Regions from separate parts of the Hordeum vulgare genome. Here region 2 is linked to region 1. The links are chromatin contacts, called in public Hi-C maps. All regions are on one chromosome and are shown on one strand. Each heading gives the region's core, a stretch centred on a gene start, on an enhancer-like site or on the middle of the called end of the contact. The rest is flanking DNA. Distances are from core to core; before and after follow the strand shown. Region 1 has its middle 14 kb from the start of LOC123411269. Region 2 has its middle 4.7 kb from the start of LOC123414357.

Region 1 (4,198 bases), core at 816-3,315:
GAAGTTATCATACGTATCTCGTCGATAACGGAAACTTCTTCTCCCACTAACTGCGCGTCACCGGAATTCATAAAATAAATCCAGTAATAAATGCGATCACTACTATTTGAACCCCGATGGGCTGAAAATATCACGGTCCCTCTAACCATCCAATCACAAGATGGTTCGCTACGACATTTTTAATATTGCATAAATTATACTGGAACCGTAAAAAAATCGCGTATATGAAGTTGTTGGAGCTGTTTTTGGCCAGCTTCTGCTCCCTTCGTTCCTAATTATTTACCTTTTTAGATATTACTCTTCCGTCTCAAAATATAGGAGTAATTACTATCGCGTCTTAAATCTTGTCTATTTTGGAAACGCACGCAAGTTTAACTGTGCCTTCTAAACCGTGACGGAGGGAGTAGTAATCATATTGATGTCTTCATTTATTGCTTTGAGTCATTTTACATTAAAAACTAGATTACCGTGGTCCAGATTAATGAATACAAAACCCTAGCCCTACCCCTTAGATGGAGTCGCATTTTATGCCCACCATCCTTTGCAAGTTCCTGTCGACTATACACACACACACGACATTGTGAGGAGCCTCAAGCCAATTCACAATCAATTTTTAAAGACCAGAAGCATAAGGGCATTAATATTTGTGATATGATCGGAAAAGACGACACACGCGGACGCAACCTCCAGGACGCTGCCGCTTCAATGTAGACGCCGCGTCCCGAGAAATGAGTTCCGGTCGATGCACCGCATTGAAGCGGGCTAGCTGCCCCTCCGTCTGATCTAGTCGCGGATATCTAAGTCGTGCGCCAACGACGAACAAATCCGCACCCCCCTTCTGAACAGAGCAGAGCCCTCCTCGCCACCACGAAGCCTGTGTCACCCGATAAAGGAGGGGGTGCCCTCCTCGGTCACCTAGACGCGTGGCCTCATCCTTCACTACCTCGAAGGCAGTGGTGCGTTCGGCTCTCGGGCCATGATATCCGAATACGAGCGCACGTCACGACATCATGCGGGGTACGACCGCCGCAATGTCGGTCGCCGCTCCGCGGCAAAGACAAACATGGCGCCAGAATTGGTTTGCAACGATCAGTACCTCACCGCGGAGTGGGTGCTCGACCGCTACGTTACCACCGCGGAGTTGACCGCCAGGCACCGCCGCTGCCTTGACGATGAGCTCATCAAGATAGACAAAGAGTGGTCACTTAGCAACTGCTCCGTCATCAGAGGCAAGGGCACCTTCAAAGGCGACCAAGTAGGCCCTTCGCACGGTACAACAGGAGGTGAGCGGCTCCTGTGCAAGTATGAGTCAGCCGTCAGACAAAGATAAGGAAGGTGTTTACGGATCGCCGTTAAAGATGATCTAAGTTACTCCATATTTTATACTCCAAACAAGGAGATTGTAATCTTATCAAATGGTCGATTTTATCCATTATCACTTGGTACAAACAAGGAGACAGGATGACACACCAGACATATCATTCTGTCCCGCGGTCACCCGTGTGACCTGGGACGGCCACGGCGGCTCGAATTTGCAAAAAGATTAGCCGCACACATCATCACTCACACCACACCACACCACACACACACACACACCCGCGCGCGAGCGCAATCACGGTGGCTTCGCGGATCCCTTTCTCCCTGCCCGCGTGCCCAGAACACCCACACTTTCCGTCCAGTGACTGAATTATCGTCGAAAGTACCGCGGCTTTTCCGTTGCAAAGCGCGGAGCGCAGGCCACAAAAATGTCGAGCCAAGCACGCAGAACCCGTTGCGTCGGGAGCGAGGGTCACGCGGAACACGCTGACCTTCGCTTGCCCAAAGTCTCGAGCTGATGGATTTGCAGTGCTACTGTACCAAATTTCACCATCAGATTCTCAGATAATAGTGGTAGTAGTAGTACAGCGTGCTACGCTTGGCCAGCGATGTGGAATCATCAGGAGGGTCTACACGGACGATTAGAAGGGGCAAAAACAACGGAGTACGTACGTACGCCGGGACAGCGACTGGACTCCTAATCCGTACTTAAACCACCAGAAATGGCGTAGCTAATCGCTGCCACTTGTAAACACGACCCCTGGAAAACGGCGGGGTTATACAATTATGCCGCTGACGCTGTCACCTGCCCAGTGCGTGTCGGGCCTGGGAGAGCGACAGGATTTATTTTCTACCACTACTACTCGTTGGGCTGGATCTGCATGAACTTTGGCCCACGGTGATAAAAATGAGCAGTCTGCTCCATCTTGCGAATGTTATTTCGGGACCGGCAAGGACGGTAAAACACATCGGCGCAACTGCTCTCTGACTCTCTCGGACAGCGCACGACAACGAACACGCCAGAAAATAATGGACCGACGGTGGTGCACCATGTTTTATTAGTAGAGACTTGGGTTTTGGCTTAATTGGATGGATGATTGGAGTAGTAATAGATATAGCCACTTCACATGCACAATCATTTACGTGGGCAGTTTGGGTACTTTACCCATAATAAAAACCCGCACTAAAACTGGGAAATGCGCATTCAGCATAGGAGTAGCACAATTTCGAATGTGTTTGTAGAATACAAGCACGCACGTACCAATCACAAAGATCATACAGTACTCCTAGGAGTACATACGGTAATGCGAAGAATAAGTAGGAGCATGTACGGCACTTGCTGCGTGGTGCGGTGTGGGTCCCGGGCCGGTTTTGGTGTTCCCTGAAACGCGCAGCGTGGGGCCTCCCAGGTTCGACCGGGCGGGCCGGACTGCGGGGCTGGCTGACGAAGGAGGAGCAGAAGCTTTGGTTTTCCACCTGGAGATTCGTGTGTGATTGGACGGGGCAGGAATCGCCCTACCCGTGCTCGTAGTCGTACTACAGCTTGCGACCAAGACCTGTGACGTTGCTGGGTCGGTCAAGGGCGAGTAATTACGGTCTCGCTTGCAAGTTCCCAAGGTCGCCCTCGCCAGTGGTGCCATTATTTCCTCCGTCTCTGTCTATTTAAAAATTCAATGGCCCTATTTGAATCTTAGGGTTAGAATTAGATTGGGTTTAAGTTGAGCAATCTAACCCTCAAAAATCCAAACAGGTAGGGTTAGATTTTTTGGTGCTTTTTTGGTGCATCTAACCCATCCAAAAACTCTAACCCACCTAAAAGGTGCTTTTTTGGGTTAGACTTAGGTGGGGACAAAAATAAAGAAAAAAAAATCTCTTCCTGCCGCATCCACCCCGCACCAGATCCGTGTGTTGGGACAAAAATGGCTTGGCTTGGCTTCGTGTGAGCATGGTTCAGCAAACTGAACTGAAAATGATTCTCCCGCTGAAAGAAAAACGAATGGCAATGATTTGGCAACTTGTGTCGTTGTGCTGCCCGACTACGTAGGAGTAGGACGGTGGGAGGGAGGCCCTTGGCGTTCGGAACGCGAGAGGGCAAAACATTCCATGCGAGGCTGTCATGTGGAGGGTGCCAACAGAATCCAAAACATTCCATTGGGCATACACGGCAATGCCCAATGGATGCACATTTGCGGCCTCCTGATTGCTTGCCAGTGGATGCGCCAAATCACGCGCTGCCCCCATGACTTTTGCTCCGGTCGTTGTGTTGTACAGTACCTTCCCGGGGATTCTCAGATCCGAACCACCCGCGCTTCTCTGCTACGTAGCTAATTCTGTTTGGTTCTATCTGCTCTGGTGTACGCAAACCAGACGTAGAACGAGCAGTGCGATTGTTTTGATTGGAGATGACGACGGTGCCGCTTGGACCTTCAGGTTCGGGTTGGCCGGTCAAGCTAGGGCCCGACCCAATCATAGCATGCCACCGGCCGTGTGGGAACGAAGGAGCAAGCACAAGCTGACACCGGGCTGTCGTTTCCGGTACGCTCTCATCTCAATCATACTCCTCATAAGCTTACCCCAAACTTTGTCAAAGAGAATAACTCAAGAAACGGCGCGCATTCTAGGTTATCTGTTAGCACTCCACACGAGTAAACTTTAGCGAGAAGCCGATCGGCCACAAGGATGAACGGAGAAAACTTGTGGCATCTTTCCGCGACGGCGCATTTCCGGTTGGGGGCGGCGGGCGTGGAGTATGGGTCGGCTGGCTTGGACATCCACGACGAGGGCCCGTCCTTTTCTCGCATGATTACTGCTCCAAAGCAAATGCTGTTCGCGATTGTTTAACCGGCCAAGAGCGCATTAGGCGTGCAAAGGGCGCAGATCA
Region 2 (4,198 bases), core at 790-3,289, 200 kb after region 1:
GGCGAGAGCTAAGACACCTAAAGCAACGGCCCCTGAATTTGCTTAAGAAGGCGAGGCGCGCATGCTGTGAGCTGGAGGCAGCGAGCCGGCCCGAGGGCCACGACGCAGCGGGAGCTCGACGGTCCGCCGGTCCGTGCGCGTGGCGCCGTGGTTTCTGGTAGGAGACCTGGTTCCAGGGCCCCCCCCCCTCATCAGGGTCCTCTCCATCTAATGTGACTATGATTGATTTGAGCTTGGGAGGTGGTCTCGGCATGGGGAGCTCCGGGAGACCGGGAGAAGCGACCGACGGCGACGTACCAGAAGGATGGACGGGCGACTTACCTGCAGGAGTAGGCGGCGCGGCTAGGCAGTTAAAGGCAGCCTCCTGTTCCTCTCCGGACCGAACGCGGGAACACTCCCCCCGCAACCAGATCTGCGGTGGGGAGGAGGGATCCGGCGATAGCCCGCGCGGCGACCGGGAGGAAGCGGCAAGCGGACCGACGGGCGAAGGGGTGCTGGAGCTGTCGGCGCGGGTTGAGGCCGGCGTCGGGCCTCGCGGCAGAGCGACAGCCGACGGATCGCCTGGACAGACGTTGTCGCGGGCCGTCAGGAGGACTGCCGACAGACCGACGGGCGCGCGGGAGGGGCTGCGTCCGCGTCGAGCAGGGGAAGAACCGGCGGATCTTGCTGGAGGCCTGCGCGTCATGGAGACTGCAGGTGGTGGCCGCCGCGGCCGGGGTGGCCAGCGGCGCAGAGCGGGGGAGGGTCCGGCCTCAGTAGACCGGGGGCATATGAATGCGGTGTCATCCTATATACTTAAAAGGTTCATCTCCATTAACTTATTTATCTTAACATGCTAGCATGTCACATCATTATAGAATTATGGGAAACGTTTTTCGACGGCGCACCGGCCGAAATGTTCGGCCGGTCCCGTGCGGGTCGTACGAGCGACCCCCTTCCTCTGCTTCGAGGCATTATTTTTTGCTGCAACTGTTATTAAATTTTTATCCTACTACCAACAGTGATTTTGCAATATCCATAGTGGCGGAGCTGCAACAACAACGACCATTTTTTCTGTTTTTACTCTAATCCTTGGTGATTTTTGCTACTACCGGCGATTGAATTTGCTACATCTATGGTGGCGGAGCTGCGACGACGACGACTATTTTTTTGGTTTTCGCTGCAATCAATGTTTATTTTTGCTACAACCGGTATTAATTATTTTGTTATAACTGTTCACTAAAAAAGATACATACACGTTCGTGAGAGTTGCAACCCGAGTTCACCGAATTGTTTTGCTACAACCCATATTTTATTTTGCTATCAAACATCATCAACGTCTTTTTTTGCTACGACTACATTGATATTTTTTGCTACAACCATGTTTTTGTTGCATCCGTGGTCGAAATTTGCTACATCGCTGCTTGTTTTTGCTACCATCGACGATTTTTGCTGCATGAACAGATCTGACGGTTAAACAGGATTCGATCTAGCGGATCTAACGGCTCGCATGCGACCGGCAGAAAGTTTCGACCGACGCGCCGGTACAGATAAGTGCCTTAGAATTATGGATGGGATAAGACCCACCTCCACATGCAACCCTTGAAAAAAGACCCACCACCACAGGCAACTATGCATGGGGAAAATATCTTTTTATTCTATTATTCTGCTTATATTCACTAAATATTTTACAACTACTCAGTCATGTGTGTTTTTAATTTTGGTTCTCCTGTTATCAATCTAAATATATTGAAATATATTGCAACTGATTCCGTATGAACGCACGGGTATCGCCTAGTTCATATAGTGTTTAACACTTTTATATTTGATGGAGTGATCACATGAATCACTTGATTAACACAACATCAACTAGTTAATACATGCCCAGTTTAGTTGGAAAGAGAGAGGCGATCGATCGATGACCAAAGCGGCTGGGGAGATCGATCGATGAGCAAAGCGGCGGGGGAGATCGATCGATGCGGAAACTTGTTGGTGGAACAACAGCTTGATTTGCAGCAACAGCGACACAGAACCGCACGAGGTGATCGCGACCGATCCACGGTGAAAAGGAGAACTCGACCTCCGATGGGGAGAGCATGTCGTATATACATGTAGCACTGTTGTTTTCATGCCTCTGTCGACTTCTGCCGACGGGCCAGAGACATTACTGAAAAACGACGTGCTCCCTTCCGTCGACGCGCTCGGCCTCGGTCGCTGGACGAACGGGTTCCAAAAGGAGCGAAAGAAAGAGAACCGAATTACTGGACGACCTTCCAGATTTGGTTTGATTTGACGTGATGTTTACTTATCCGGATTGCTACTTGGGTTCAGGTTCTTTTGTTAGTGAACCGTATATATACTTGTGATCAGAGTTGCTAGTAACTCCGTTGGCTGTGGCAGAATGGCGGATCGCATTCCACTTTGATCTCGAAATTGTTGTGCGCATTCTGGGAGATCAAGTGGTGTCTTCTCATGCATTGGGTGCAATATACTTTTATGCCGCTTTAGAAATGGCTTCATGCTCAGCATCTCTGCTCGAAACGTGCGGGTGCAGCCTTCTATAATCACGAGGCGGTCACACTTCCTTTCCCCTCGCAGAGACGATCACAAATTCAGCAAAGGAGATCGCGTGTGAGTGAACCGTAGGCGAAACGAACTTCCCTAAACGGATTGGCTAAGCATGGCAATGCTTCCAGATAGCCAACTCCGTGCCTAACTTTCATGCGTGTGAGAGACTGGTCCGAGTATACATACTCCCAAAGACTAATGACTGGACTTGAGTTGAGTTGACACCAACATGTCGTGCCCATTTTGTTTCTCCACTCACATGCGCAGCATAAAGGCGTGCTGGAGGAGGATCGATAGGGCATCTATATGGCCGGGGAATCGGATTTGGTGGCCGCCGACTAAGCCGGGATCGTTTGTCCATTTTTGAGACTTTGGAGGTTGCCGATGAGTCGTCATCCATGCTTGCACAAGTGCATGCACCTCCCTGGTCTGGTGCTTCTCGCGTAGACGATTGGGGATCTGAGGGATGTGATCGATTCCTGAATGCTTTGGCGCGGAAGATCGATCGAGATAATGCAGGATAGAATTAGATCTCTGTTGTGGTCAGATTCGTTTTCATGTGCAGTGTAATTACCTTTTTCCTACGCAAAGCAGTGTGGTTATCTTTTCTCAGAGACAATGCAGTGTGATTATACCTGCCAAGAGACAGACATGGGCACTGTAGAAACTTGCCCGGCTGCATTTTTACAATACAAACCTTAGAGCAACTCTAGCAGACCCCGCAAAATCTCGACCCGCAGAACGCGTTTGCAGTTTCACTAAGATCTCGTTTACGGGTCGAAAATGAGCGTGGTCGAGCAGAAACCATACATGAAACTGCATAATTTGAAAATATAGTTTCCCGAAAAGTTCATACTACATACTACAAATATTACATACTACATACTACATCAGTACGAGCTCAGTCCTCCTCGCCGGAGCTGCAGAGATCGATGTACATCGCCCTCTGCTCCTCGCGGATGCGCCGTCACTCGTCGTCCTTCGCCTTGGCGGCGAGGTTGGCCTCGACCGCCTGCCGCCACTGGAGGTCTTCGATCTCCTCGTCGTGGCGCCGGCGCTCCGCCTCCTCGTGCAAGCTACGCTCGGCAATGGCGGCCGCAACCGCGTCCACGTCGGCGACGAAGTCCTCCGGCCCGATGACTCCGCGGCGGCCGAGCTCCTCGCGCTCCTCCTTGACGGCGACGACGTCCTCCGGCTCCTCCGACCACTGCCTCTTCACAGGGAGAGGGCGCGCGCCGGAAGAGGAGGAGCTACCGGCGTAAGACGAGCCCGCGACCGAGGACGAGCCATGCCGACGGTCGTACTCCTCGGTCTCCCGAACGAGGAAGCTCGCCGGCGGCGACATACCTCGGTTGGTCCACCTCCGGGCCCCGCGCTTCCTCGTGGCGTCCGAGCGGACGCGCCGCTCGCGCTCCGGGTCACTTCCGTCGCCGGATCTGCTGCCGGAGCCGCGTCCGGAGCTCCACATTGCGACTGGAGGCGGGGGAGGTGGTCGCCGGCGGTGAAAAATGTGGAGAAGGGGTGGGGAATCGCGGGGGCTCGGCGACGGCGGGGGATAGGGTTTTGACCCGCAAACACGCCGCAGAACTGTAGATATAGTGGTCGGGGCGTACGTTTTGCGGGCCACGGCAAAAAAAATTACGGCCCGAGC

Evidence for each region. A called contact is a pair of places that touch in the nucleus more often than the background predicts.
Region 2: a Hi-C map of leaf shows a contact between it and region 1, with 6 times the contacts expected there. The contact joins two enhancer-like sites. A contact is called at or near these places in 3 of 6 Hi-C or Micro-C datasets (leaf and an unstated tissue).

Annotation. Positions count from the first base shown.
Region 1 is chr7H:564,357,631-564,361,828 of MorexV3_pseudomolecules_assembly, forward strand. No RefSeq gene overlaps it. Among protein-coding and RNA genes, the nearest start is that of LOC123411269, 14 kb to the left of the region's middle. Within about 2 kb of position 2,066, at least 3 of the 3 cell types and tissues checked have open chromatin away from gene starts, as enhancers often do. A contact at or near this core is called in leaf, where this site is marked.
Region 2 is chr7H:564,552,787-564,556,984 of MorexV3_pseudomolecules_assembly, forward strand. No RefSeq gene overlaps it. Among protein-coding and RNA genes, the nearest start is that of LOC123414357, 4.7 kb to the right of the region's middle. Within about 2 kb of position 2,040, at least 1 of the 3 cell types and tissues checked has open chromatin away from gene starts, as enhancers often do. A contact at or near this core is called in leaf, where this site is marked.